Regions from separate parts of the Sus scrofa genome. Here all the other regions are linked to region 3. The links are chromatin contacts, called in public HiChIP or PLAC-seq maps. All regions are on one chromosome and are shown on one strand. Each heading gives the region's core, a stretch centred on a gene start, on an enhancer-like site or on the middle of the called end of the contact. The rest is flanking DNA. Distances are from core to core; before and after follow the strand shown.

Region 1 (4,317 bases), core at 292-2,791, 40 kb after region 3:
AGCACAAAGCACCGGCCTAACAGTGCCCTGATTCTTTACGGAGCGCTTCCTGGGGCTTCACTCATTACACAGTATTCACAGAGGACCTTGTGCTAGGCGATGGGTTAGATGCTGGGGGCCGGAAGAACGAGCTAGACATGGTCCCGGAGCCTACAGCCCAGTGGAGGGAAAACAAACAAGAAGCAAGCAACAAAGGAATAAAATAGCTGTAAGGTATGTGAGAGCAATGAACAAACAATCAACTGAAACCAGGAAGGGGGCATACTTTGGATAAGGTGCTCAAGGTTGTCTTTTCTAAAGAGATGCCATTTAGCTGAGGCCTACTGAATGCAAAGGTAGCAAGGAGTAGGCCAGGGGAGGTACAGCATTCCAAGGAGAGAAAAGTCTCAGCAACAGCACTGAAGAAGGTAAAAACCTTTCTGGGGAACCAAAAGGAAGCCAGTAGCCTGGTGACAGGGGATCAAATCTTCAGGGCCTGGCAGATGGGGTTAGGGTAAGGTCCTTATAGGGTAGATTTAAAAGCCAGGGCAGTCAAGTGCATAATGCACCCCCTTACCCCCACAAATAACTTGGAAATAGAAAAAAAAAAATCATCATTTGAGTCACCTGCAGAAAAAAATAGAAGTCATGCAACAGCCCTCAAGACAAAACTGTAAGAAATCTTTTTGGAGATACTAGGAAAGTGTTACCCTCAAATCTCACAGGTGAGATAAATATGGCACTAAGACGTTAAATCATTTGCCTTAAATCACACGGCAGAGGCAGCACTGGACCCCAGGTCCAACTCCAAAGCTCCACACTTAAACAGTATTAAACACAAGTCCACATTGTCACTCAGAACTGTTGTCTATTGGTCATGTAAATACCAAATGGACAGTTTGAGAGGGCAACTCTAGCAGCATCTAAGAATCCAGCTTTGTTTGGTCACTGTACATCTGCTCATACAGCAAAGATGGGCCATCTGCTCAGCTGTCCAGCCAACATCTACCACTGAGATCACCCTTTCCAAACCTTTGGCTGGTGACTGGGCTTTCCAAAAGGCATGTCCTCAGGAGAGGGTTAGCTGATTGGCAACCATCCAGTCAGTACTCATCAACTGGTAGATTTGGTTTTATGGGCTCTAAACCTTGGGAGATAGACCTGTGACAAATCAGAGTTCTGGCTCACACAGGCAGTGCTGTCCAGTGAGGGTGGAGTGAGCCACTGCCAAATTCTAGTGGACATCCAGCTTCACTGTGAGCTCCTTTACATTCGCTGGAAACTAGGAAATAGCCATGTGCCTGAGGCAATGTCATAAAGGGGATAATAGCTTTCAAGCTGCCCCCACCCACAGCCCCTCCTCCTTTTAACATCACCTTGTCCTGTTCCAAGAGACCTTTTGGCCTAAAGCAAGAAACTTTTGAAAGCTCAGCTCAAAAGCCAACCCTCTGAACCTCTCCCCAACTTCCTTTTCCATAAATACACCCTTTCTTGGCACCCAAAGGCTTACATTAGTGATTATGAAACACTTCAGTGCAGCTATTTACACACCCAGCCTTTGTATTGTCCCCTCCCAAGACAGGGATAATGTCACCCCCCCCCCCAATGCCTAGCGCAATGGAAGTTACCAAACAGCTTGAATACTGGGCTGGTGGAAAGATCAGTTGTTTATTCAGTACCTATATGGCAGGTACTATGTTAAATTTACATTATCTCCATTTAGAGATTAAAAAACTGAGACAATATAAATAACCTGCTTAAATTCAGCAGCAAGAATCAGGACTCAAACAGTGTTTTGGTTTTGGAGTTTTTTTCTTTTACTTGAAGATGTCACTAAGATTTAGTGCTGTCTACTAGAACTTGCTACGATAAGGGAAATGTTCTATCTACTGGGTCACAGGGGAGGCATTACCCACCAGTAGCTATGGAACACTAGTGGGACTGAGGAATTGAATTTCAAACTTTTTGGGGGGGTCTTTTCTAGGGCTGCACCTGTGCCATATGGAGGTTCCCAGGCCAGGGGTCTAATTGGAGCTGAGCCACCAGCCTATGCCAGAGCCACAGCAACGTGGGATCTGAGCCTCATCTGAAACCTACACCACAGCTCATGGCAATGACGGATCCTTAACCCACTGAGTGAGGCCAGGGATCGAACCCGCAACCTCATGGTTCCTAGTCAGATTCATTAACCACTGAGCCACGCAGGAACTCCAAATGAGCTCATCTCTTATGTGAAAAGAACCAAAGCTCTACACAAGCAGAGAGCGTAGTTTCAGCAACAGGAGGAGCCTGGACTGCAATACAGGTCTCTTGGGTTAGGGCCCTTGGCAAGGTTAATGTCAAGGGCCAATCAGACAGCTGTGGTGGGGACCCCGAATGCCAGCCACATGGTTTTGTAGAAGAGCGAGTCCTACCAGCTCTCCTTTCACATATACACACAGAGCACAGACCTCATGCAGCCCCAGAGGGGCAAGAAGAGACTTTAATTAGGGGAGGGAGGATCCACCAGAATAAGAAAAGGTACAGTGAGCGAGGGAGCAGAGGAGCCACAGCAGGCGGAGGGCCCAGCTGGAAGCCCCAGAGAACTCACCTCTCTACCTCTAGCACAGGCACTGCACTGACAGACAAGGCAAAACAGCAGCCCCTCTCAGCTGGGAGGGCAAGAAGTGGCCCCTGTGGCCAGAGGTTGCCTAGCTTCCAGGCCCTAGCTCCTAGGCATGGCTGGTGGCCACCAGTGCAGCCCTTGGCCCCAACCAGTGCTGGATGGCCATCTTCAGGCAGAGCTCAGGAAGCTGGCAGAGGGCCCCCACCGCTTCTACTGGATCCACAGAATAAGAGGATGAGGGAGAGGAAGTGGAGTCTGAAACCTCCCTCCCTCCCCACCTGGGGTGGCTCTGGCGAGGAACAGTAGTCGCCTTCTGGCTCCAGGCCCGCCCAGACCCACAGCGACCAATAAGGTACAATCACTGGGACCAGTCACAGCCACTGGAGGTGGAGGTTGTTTGTTTAAAAAAAAAAAAAAAAAAAAAGACAAAAGGTTACAGTCTCCTACAAGCACAGAGTTTAAGTTTCAAGACTTAAAAAAAAAAAAAAACCTGTCCCAGCCCAGGGGACAGAACATCAGAAGCCAGCCTGACCAGGCACACATGGCCTTGGGGCAGGTCCACTGCTTTGTTGCCCAGCTAGCAAGCATACCACCCCCCTCCCGCATCTAACGCCCACCCCAACCCAGCTCCCCTCCACTGCTGCTGCCACCGCCGCTCTGGGGAGTAACTCCAGGACGCCTTCGCAGACACAGGGAGCTTGAGGGGGAAGGCCACAAAATCCAGCCAGATGGTTTAGAACTGTCAAGAGAATAAAGAGGAGGTGAATGGTGGTTATTATTGTATCCTGGCAGGTCTGCTGTGGGTAGGTGGGCGAGCTGCCATTGTGCTCAGATCTCTGCAGGGTGGGAGGGAGTTGGGTCCCAGGAGACTCTGTGGGCACACCCTCATTCAGCCAGCATTCAGCAGTGACCTTTGAGGCAGTGGCCCTAAAACCTAGCACTAGACAAGGCAGAAAAATTAAGGGTGACATGGGCTTTTTCCACAGCTCCCCTTGGCTATGCCATGGAGACTGCCAAAAAGCCCTGTCACGGTGCCTTGCTTGGAGAACTGAGGTAGTCTTCTAGAGCTGGAGGGCTCACATGCATTTGAGGATGTAAGTCAAGGGCAGAGGGACCCAGGATCTGGTACTCTGTGTCAAGCTCTGGGTGGTCCTCCAAGCAGGACAAGACTTTGAAATGTTTTCTGCCCTCAAGTATCCCCCACAGTGCCTAGACCAGCCCTGGACATTTTACAGACCAGAGGCTATGGCCCAAAAATGAGCGCTATTTGGCCCACAGTGTTCAAAAGACTATCAAGCAGGAGTTCCTGTCGTGGCTCAGCAGAGATGAATCCGACTAGGAACCATGAGGTTGCTGGTTCAATCCCTGGCCTTACTCACTCAGTCAGTGGGTTAAGGATCCAGCATTGCTGTGGGCTGTGGTGTAGGTCGCAGACGTGGCTGGGATCTGGCGTTGCTGTGGCTGTGGTATAGGCTGGCAGGTATAGTTTTGATTAGACCCCTACCCTGGGAACCTCCATATGCCACAGGCGCAAAAAAAGAGTATCAATCCATGTCCAACCTTGAAAACAGAGAAGTCACTGCATACAGATCCAGATTTTGAAATTCTTTTGATGAAGTCACAAAGGGCTGGAGCTGTGTGCTGGTGATTCTGTTTGGGTGAGGCATATGCTCAGCAGGTCCCCACAGGGTTCTCCTCACTCATGTGTATTACCAATTCGACCCTTTCATGAT
Region 2 (4,474 bases), core at 970-3,469, 61 kb before region 3:
ACTCTTTCTATCTCCTACTCCATAATGAATCCATCATCAAGTCCTATCAGTTTATCTGCAGAATATACCCATTATCTGACCTCGTCTCACCATGGCCCACCACCGCTGTCATACCTAGACTGTGCACTAGCCTCCCAGCTGGTCTTCTTGCTCTTCCACCCGTGACCCCTAAGGTCTGTGAGTAACCTTTTAAAAGTATAAATAGAAATTCCCTGGTGGCTCAGTGGGTTAAGGATCCAGCATTGTCAGTGTCATGGCACAGGTTCAATCCCTGGCCTGGGAACTTCTGCATGCTATGGGCACAGTCAAAAAAAAGTATAAATAAAATTTTTTTTTTTTTTTGTCTTTTCTAGGACTGCTCCCGTGGCATATGGAAGTTCCCAGGCTAGGGGTCTAATTGGAGCTGTAGCCACCGGTCTATGCCAGAGCCATAGCAAGTCGGGATCTGAGCCAAGTCTGCGACCTACACCACAGCTCACGGCAACGCCAGATTCTTAACCCACTGATCAAGGCCAGGGATCGAACCTGCAACCTCATGGTTCCTAGTCAGATCTGTTAACCACTGCACCACGACAGGAACTCCTCCAATGACTTTTTACCACACTCAGAATGAAATCTAAACTCCTTTTTGTGGCCCTCAAGACCCTCTGTCTTCACCTTCCACTATTCTCCTTTCTGCTCACTCCAAATTCAGCCACCTCTCATATACACCAAGTCAGTCTCACTGACTGTCCAAATCCTTTCCTGATTGTTACACAGTTTGCTTCTTCATCGTGGGTCTCTGTTTGAATGTCATGTGTTGAGCACCATTCTGTTGTCCACCCTGTTTTATTGTTCTTCCCCTGATTTGACATTTTTTATTTACTTATTCACTGTCTGTATCCTCTACTAGAATGTAAGCTCCTTGAAGAAGGGATGTTCCCTGTTTTGTTTAGTGCTGTCCTACAGATATTCAGTGATATTTGCTGAATAAGTGCTCCCCAACTGTCTCCAGGCCTCCACTAGCAGAGCAGAGATTGGGATGTGAGGTATATAAACCCGCCCCTCCAGCCTCCTCCTTACCTGTCTTTGTATTTGGATAACTTCTCTTCCTCCCAGGCAGTGTTTCCGCCTCCAAAGTTGTCCCGGATGGTTCTCTCCAGGCCCTGGAAATGGAGGAAGTTGGGAATAGCTATGTAAAGTGCCTGGCACATTCTAACATTTGTATTTCATTGACAAGGAAACTGGGACACCGAGAGGCAATTTGCTCAAGACCATACAACCAGTGAGTAACCAAACCGTAACTTGACTTCATGAAGACTTGTATTCCAGAGTGCCCAGACCTCAACCCCTATGCCATAGTAGCTGGACCCCTCCCATTACACTGGTGCACCCACCTTGTAGAAGCTGTCCACCAGTCCCCGGCAGGTATGACATGGATGAGGTTCAGTAGGGGGAGAAGATTGGGGAGGAGGAGAGGGCTGAACCAAAACTGGGCTTGGGAGGCCAATGAAAAGGCTCAGGACCCAGAGCAGAGCTGGGGCTAGGCCCTTCGGTGGCCGTGGGGCCATCTTTTCCCAGACTGGGTACCTGTAGATAGACGACATGGAGAAGGTTCGCTGGAGGAGCCAAATGAGAAAGAAAAGGGTGGGTTCTGAGGTGCTGTGGGTCTCGGACCCCAGATCTGTTAAAAAGAAGGCTAGACTGGGGTAAGGCCGAGGGAAAGGAGATGGTTGGGGAAAGGACGCTATTCTGCAATTCCAGGGTGGGAATAAGTTATCCTGTCACCGTGGGGGGAGGTGGCTTGGATCCTTGGCAAGAGGATAGGAGTCAGACTGTTGTTTTAGGGTCTGAATGTGGTTCCCAGGGGCCGGATCAGCGATATTAGGGAAAAAAGGTCAGATTCCAAAGCACTGGGGGAGAGGACGCCAGTGATGGACGTTCTTGGGAGGAGAAGTCCGGAACCCCGGTTGGGGGCTGGGGAGGAGCCTGGATCCGGATATGAAGAGAAAAGGTCAGGTTCGAGGCCTGCAAAGGCCAGAGGCACGGCCCACGAGCGGGCAAGGAAGGATCCAGATCCAGGAAGGCTGTGAGAGAGAAAAAGACGACCCACCCAGCCCGCAGGCGCCAACAGCTCAGCCTCCCCAACGCCGCCGCTGCCGCCCGCTGCGTAAGACGTGCACCCTCCGCTGGCTCCGCAGTTGTGAGGGCGGAACCCGCGCCACAGCCAATAGTGGTGGGCCAAGTGCCATTGCGTCACCCTATGCCAGCCAACCAGAAGCGTCTACGGGCTGCACCTGTCGGGGTTGTTAAAGGGCCGCGGGGATACCGGTTGAGCGCGGCAGTCCTGATTTGCCGCTGGGTTACAGAGACACGCGTGGGAGACATGAGTAGAAAAATAGCTCCTGCCTTTATTCAAGTCCTGTCCCCTGCCTCTGGCCCCATCCCGCTTCCCGTCCCCGCGGTCTCCTGTGACCAGAAGCAGCTGTCCAGGGCGGGCTGCAGGGCCCGGGACACTTGATCCGCTCTCTCCGCGAGCCGCCTCGAGCGGAGGGCGCCGGGCCCCTGTAGGGTCCCAGGAAGTCGGGCAGCTGTGAGGGCAGTGAGAAGACCGGCACGCTGCGGAACAGGGCGGGCACGGCGTCCGGGGGCAGCAGTCTGTCGAAGTAGGCCCCGATGTAGCGGCCGGGTGCCCGGCCCTGCAAGAAGTCTGGCAGCACGCAGCTGAGCGAGGCGGTGAAGGCGTCGTGCGGGCCGTGTGCCCCGGGCGCTGACGCCGCATCCTGCAGCCACTCGTGGCACATGGCCACGGCCCCTGGCGAGAAGAGCAGGACCACCACGCCGCCTTCCTGGAGGGTCTGGCGCCGCTGCGCGTGGAACCAGGCCAGGGGCCCCTGTGCGCTCAGTTCGCGGCGGCTCCACAGGTCCACGGCCACGCGCAGCGGCAGCTGACACAGCGCTGACGCCAGGGCGCCACGAGGCGCTCGAAGCCTGCGTCGTCGGGGAGTAGAGGAGCAAAGCCACTCGGCTCCTGGCGGCAGCCGCTGCAGGATAAAACAGAGTGGGAGGGGAGACATGAGCTGGCCGGAGGCCCGGTCTGCCCGGGGGCCGCCACCCGCGGCTCTGGCTCACACTCACCCCCTTCAAGACCGTCCTCCTTCAAGAGCCTCAGCCACCCTGTTAGGGGAGAGGAGCGGAGGCAGCTGGTGAGCCCAGCTGCCGCCTTCTCCTGGCCAGCTCCCAGGCCCACTTGAGGAGTCCAGCCCCTGGGGAATCGCTCACCTTTCACGTGGTCCTTTTTGACAAGGAGGAGAAGGAAAAGCACAGCGGCAAAAAGTAAGCAGGCCAGCCACACCAGGGCCCAGCGCTGGTGGGTGTCTAGGAGACCCAGGGGAGAAGACAGGCTTGTTAGAGGCCCCCCACTTCATGATGGAGAAAACTGAGGCTCAGAGAATGTGATTTACCCCAACTCCACAGCTCATAGGGTCAGAGCCAGTGTATGAACAAAGATCATACATAGATGTTGTGTGTGACTTTGACTAAATGACTTCACTTTCTGTCTCATTTCACCTCTGTAAAACTGAAATAACAATTGTATCTACTTCCTAAGATTATTGTGAGAACTACATGTATTAATATAAATAAAGCACTGAACGCAATGCTGGGCATAGTAAGTGCTCAAGTATCAGCTAATGTTACTGCCCCTAAGCCTCTGGTTGCTTGACCATGACCTCACTCTCTTGGATGACTGCAGCAGCCTTCTAACTGGTGTCCCTGATCTTTTTTTCTTTCTTTTTTTTTTGGCCACCCCTCGGCATATGTTGTTCCTGAGCCAGGGATCAGATCCCAGCTGCAGTTGTGACCTATGCCACAACTGTGGCAACGCCAGGTCCTTTAACCCACTGTGCCAGGCCAGGAATTGAACCTTCATCCTAGTGCTGCAGAGACACCACAAATCCTGTTGTGCCACAGCAGGAACTCCCCTGATCTCTCTCTCTTTTTTTTTTTTTTTTTTTTGCCCCTAATTCATTACCACATGGCAGCCCAGAGATCTTTTTATTACTATCTATCTATCTATCTATCTATCTATCTATCTATTTTTTTTTCCCAGAGAGCTTTTTAAAATACAAATTTGAGGAGTTCTCTTGTGGTGCAAGAGGTTAAGGCTCCCACATTGTCACTGCAACAGATTGGGTTGCTACTGTGCTTCGTGTTAGATCCCTGGTCTGGGAACTTCCACATATTGTGGACGTGGCCAAAAAACAAAACAAAACAAAACAAAAATGATTATAGCCTCTCAGGAAGTTCCTGCTACTCTTTTTTTTTTTTTTTTTTTTTTTTTTTTGTCTTTTGTCTTTTTTTTTTGTTGTTGTTGTTGTTGTTGCTATTTCTTGGGCCGCTCCCACGGCATATGGAGGTTCCCAGGCTAAGGGTTGAATCGGAGCTGTAGCCACCAGCCTACGCCAGAGCCACAGCAACGCGGGATCCGAGCCGC
Region 3 (4,319 bases), core at 1,279-3,778:
GAGCTATAGCCACCCTGGGCCAGGGATGTAACCCAAACCACTGCAACGATAATGCTGGATCCTTAACACACTGTGCCACAAAGGGAACTCCATTTCTACTTATTTTTGTTATTCAAAAAAAATTTATGGGGGAGTTCCCGTCGTGGCGCAGTGGTTAACGAATCCGACTAAGAACCATGAGGTTGCGGGTTCGGTCCCTGCCCTTGCTCAGTGGGTTAACGATCCGGCGTTGCCGTGAGCTGTGGTGTAGGTTGCAGACGCGGCTCGGATCCCCCGTTGCTGTGGCTCTGGCGTAGGCCGGTGGCTACAGCTCCAATTGGACCCCTAGCCTGGGAACCTCCATATGCCGAGGGAGCGGCCCAAGAAATAGCAACAATAACAACAACAACAACAAGAAGACAAAAGACAAAAATAAAATAAATAAATAAATAAATAAAAAAAAATTTATGAATCATAGAGTCTTTTCCTTTTTGGCTGCTCCGAATATGGAGTTCCTGGGGCAAGGGTCAGGTCCAAACAGCAGTTGTGATTTACACCACAGCTGGGGCAATGCCAGATCCTTTAACCCACTGTGCCAGGTGGGGGTTCGAACCTGCGTCCTGGCACTGCAGAGACACTGCTGATCCTGTTGCACCACAGCAGGAACTCCTCATACTTTTATATCTGGCTTAGATTTTTAAACTGGGGTGTATGTATCTGTGTGAAGAAAATAATATATCAATGAGGTTAAAAAAAAAAAAAGTTCCAAAGGGTAAAAATAATTATACATGTTCTCACTTCTGATTCCTTTCCAGAAGCAACCACCATCTCATTTGTGTACACCCTTTCAGAAATGCAGAAGTATGTAAATATAATAAATATATATAAATAACAGGCACATAATACACATATTCTAGTCACACTGTCCTTCACTTTGTTTTTTTGATTTTGTATAGTCTGGAGATTGATTCACATTTGCACATGTAGATCTATACAGTCTTCGGTTAATGGCTGCATGTGTATGTGCTACAACTGACTTAGCCATTCCTCTCTTGAGGGATTTTGATTTGTAGTCTTTCACTATTGCTAAAGAAGAACTGAAAGTTACAGTGCTCTTAGCAAACAAGTAATAGAAAATAACTTTTCTATTGCTATAACTACCGGATGGAACCCAATTCTTTGCCTCCCCCACCCACGCCCCATTTTTGGCTGCTCTGTGGCAAAAGGAGTTCCCGGGAGGCCAGGGATCAGATTTGAGCCGAACCCTCGGCAATGTAGGATCCTTAACCCCCTGTGCTGGGTGTGGATCCTGTTGTGCCACCTCGGGAATTCCTCTTTGGTTTATTGCATTTAATGTCTTATTTCTCTGGTTGCCCCCTCCCTCTCCTCCTCCCCATACCTTTCCCTCCTGGTGAATCTTCTATTACTTCTTTACAGCTCGTCACTCACAACTCCCGTACTTTCTTCAATTCCAATGGGCTCCTCACTCTTCTCTCTCTCTCTCTCAGCATCTCCACAGGGTTTCCGCAAGGTGGGTTGTGATGCTGTTATTTTAAAGGTGAACTTCTTGTGGGTGGGGCTGAGTCTTAAAAATCTCTTTCTGGTTCACAGATGTCAAGGCCTAGCACAAAGTTAACATTAAAAAAATGCTGAAATTCGGGAGTTGCCATGAGGATGCAGGTTCAATCCCTGGCCTCCCTCAGTAGGTTAAGGAGACATTGCCCTGAGCTGTGGTGTAGGCCAGCAGCTACAGTGCCTATTGGACCCCTAGTCTGGGATCCTCCATATGCCGCAGATGCAGCCCTAAAAAGACCAAAAAAAAAAAAAAAAATGTTGAAATTGGTGATGATAAGATTTATTTCCCTGGCAGTTCTAATCATAAGACAATTTATGTTTCCACTTTGATTATTTGTTCTGTTTTCGCTTTAATAAATAATGCTGTGGTGACCCTCTTTGAGCCTCTGGCCTTTTTTTCCTTTTGGATTATTCACTTAGCTGTGTTCTTCAAAACAAAGTTACTGGACCAATGAATGTGGGTTTTTTTTTCCAATTTGCCTTGCAAGATCGTGCACAATGGTATTTTTGTTTGTTTGGGTTTTTTGTTTGGTTTTGTTTTTTAAATCAGAAAACTCCTAAGGGAGTTCCCACCAGTGGCTCAGCAGAAATGAATCTGACTAGTATCCTGAGGAAGCAGGTTTGATCCCTGGCTGTGCTCAGTGGGTTAAGGATCCCACATTGCCGTGAGCTGTGGTGTAGGTTGCAGACACGGCTTGGATCTGGTGTTGCTGTGGCTGTGGTGTGGGAAAAAGAAGACGACTCTTAAGAATTACAAGGGTAATCAGAAAACCTTTACCTTTAGTCCTGCCTTTGTCCTAAGGCAGGACCCCTGACCTCGAGTAAAATCCTCCTCTGCTCTGTGCCACCGTTTCCCCCAAAGCACAAAAAGGAATTTCGGCATTTCCTCTGCTAGCAAAGGCAAAGCTCCCTCTTGTCGCCGCTCTGACCCTCGCTACTCCGATTGACAATCAGTCTGACCAATCAGAGCGCTGTGAGCGAGCCGGGGCAGCCCTTCCGGACACATGCGCACTATCCTCACACCGGAGATGGGTGGCTACCGTGTCTGGGGCCAGGTCTGGGGCGGCTGTCGGCAGGGTCTGGGGATCTGCGCAGTGCCCAAGGCCGCAGGCTTTGGCACCGAGGCCAGGTGATTACGCACCTCCTGTTTCATGCGGGAGGGAGGTTGGGGCAAGATGAGGGTGTGTGCGGGATCAGCAGTTAGCCCTGCTGTGTGACCCTAAGTTAGTCAATTGACCTCTCTGAGCCTCAGTTCTCCCCGGGGTAAAATGCAGCTAGTTGAACCTGAATTTTCAGGATGCCCAACTCAGGCTTTCGGAAGCATTTGTGGGAAGCCGCAGGATTTGGAGAGAGATGTTGGAAATAAGAATGGGTGGCACCTCGGGAAGTTATGATTCTCCTGTTGCTTACCTTACTTTTCCTAGGCATCAGCTGCAATCCCGAGGTTCTAGCAAACGGTTGGGCTCCTTGGGTGACAAACCTTTCCGGAGGCTGCTGCAGCCAGAGAATCTCAGTCGGGAAGAGCTGGTTGATGTACTGAGGGAGGCTGTGGTGGACCAGAAAGGTGAGGAGTGGGAGGGACGGCTGCAGACAGATTAAGAAGGGGAGCAATTCTCACCTTAGCCTTCCGGGTACCTGGCTGGGCTCCCTACTAAAGGCTTCTGGGTCAAATCCTGGTTCTGATTCCCACTAGCCACTGGAGTTAGGACCAGCCACACAATCTCTTCAGTGCCTCACTATCATGGGTACAGGGGTATGGGGTGGGGGTGGGGGGTGTAAGTAGAGAACCTTGCATACAGTAGGCACTCCACAATGGGAATTGCTGTAATGAAGTTTTTATTGATGGACAAAACACAAGCTTTGAAATCATATCTCGGCTCTGTAATCAGCTTGTTGTGTGGCTTTAGGAAAATAATTTCCCTGAGTCTCAGTCTCCTGTAATTTATTATTAATTTTCTCAACTATTTATTGAACATAGGCTATGTTCTGGGCACTGTTCTAGACATGGCTATATAGTACTGAACAAGATAAATATGGTTCATGCCCTTAGGGAGCCAACATTTCAGTGGGAGAAGTTGATGAACCAGGAAATAAATTAACAGGTACTTACTAGTCAACAGTGCTATGAATAAAATGGTGTTATAAGAGTACCAGGAAGTTCCCGTCGTGGCTCAGTGGTTAAGGACTCTGACTAGGAACCGTGAGGTTGCGAGTTCCATCCCTGGCCTTGCTCAGTGGGTTAAGGATCCGGTGTTGCCGTGAGCTGTGGTGTAGGTCCCAGACGTGGCTCGGATCTGGCCTTGCTGTGGCTGTGGCGTAGGCCGGTGGCTACAGCTCCGATTAGACCCCTAGCCTGGGAACCTCCATATGCCACAGGAGCGGCCCTAGAAAAGACCAAAAAAAAAAAAAAAAAAAAAAAAAAGAGTACCACTTGTAGCCTGGGTTAAGAACCCAACTAGTATCCATGAGGATGCTGGTTTGATCCCTGGCCTCACTCAGTGGGTTAAGGATCCTGCGTTGCCACCAGCTGTGGTGTAGGTCACAGATGCGGGCAGACTGTGGCTTAGATTCCACATTGCTGTGGCTGAGGCTGGCAGCTGCAGCTCCATTTTGACCCCTAGAGTGAACTTCCATATGCGGCAGTTGCGGCCCTAAAAAAAAAGAAAAAAAAAGGTATTATAATGATAAGGAACTACAGGAAGGGAGCCGACATTAGATTGGGGATTGAGACATTTGAGCCAGGATGAAATGAAGGAGTCAGCCAT

Evidence for each region. HiChIP or PLAC-seq counts read pairs in DNA pulled down with a chosen protein or histone mark.
Region 1: an H3K27ac HiChIP or PLAC-seq map of alveolar macrophages shows a contact between it and region 3. The contact joins the promoter of TTLL3 here to the promoter of RPUSD3 in region 3. A contact is called at or near these places in 1 of 5 promoter capture datasets (liver), 5 of 47 Hi-C or Micro-C datasets (embryonic fibroblasts, heart right ventricle, liver and 2 more) and 2 of 2 datasets of contacts at active chromatin or transcription factors (alveolar macrophages and skeletal muscle).
Region 2: an H3K27ac HiChIP or PLAC-seq map of skeletal muscle shows a contact between it and region 3. The contact joins the promoter of CRELD1 here to the promoter of RPUSD3 in region 3. A contact is called at or near these places in 1 of 5 promoter capture datasets (liver), 3 of 47 Hi-C or Micro-C datasets (fetal heart ventricle, heart right ventricle and liver) and 2 of 2 datasets of contacts at active chromatin or transcription factors (alveolar macrophages and skeletal muscle).

Annotation. Positions count from the first base shown.
Region 1 is chr13:66,091,293-66,095,609 of Sscrofa11.1, reverse strand. TTLL3 (tubulin monoglycylase TTLL3) reads right to left here and starts at 1,541. Exons shown (of 11, transcript XM_021069309.1): 1 at 1-1,541. It overlaps ARPC4 (actin related protein 2/3 complex subunit 4), which reads right to left. Exons shown (of 7, transcript NM_001206535.1): 7 at 1,630-3,323. The coding sequence ends at 3,318.
Region 2 is chr13:66,192,540-66,197,013 of Sscrofa11.1, reverse strand. It overlaps CRELD1 (cysteine-rich with EGF-like domain protein 1), which reads right to left and starts at 2,219. Exons shown (of 12, transcript XM_001928892.5): 1 at 2,093-2,219; 2 at 1,377-1,569; 3 at 1,063-1,145. The coding sequence starts at 1,550. IL17RC (interleukin-17 receptor C) reads right to left here. Exons shown (of 13, transcript XM_021069809.1): 12 at 2,456-3,023; 13 at 2,264-2,337. The coding sequence ends at 2,264.
Region 3 is chr13:66,131,983-66,136,301 of Sscrofa11.1, reverse strand. RPUSD3 (RNA pseudouridylate synthase domain-containing protein 3) reads left to right here and starts at 2,528. Exons shown (of 9, transcript XM_013981960.2): 1 at 2,528-2,683; 2 at 2,979-3,118. The coding sequence starts at 2,559. It overlaps LOC106505669 (a long non-coding RNA gene), which reads right to left and starts at 2,492. Exons shown (of 3, transcript XR_002337652.1): 1 at 2,333-2,492; 2 at 1,379-1,600.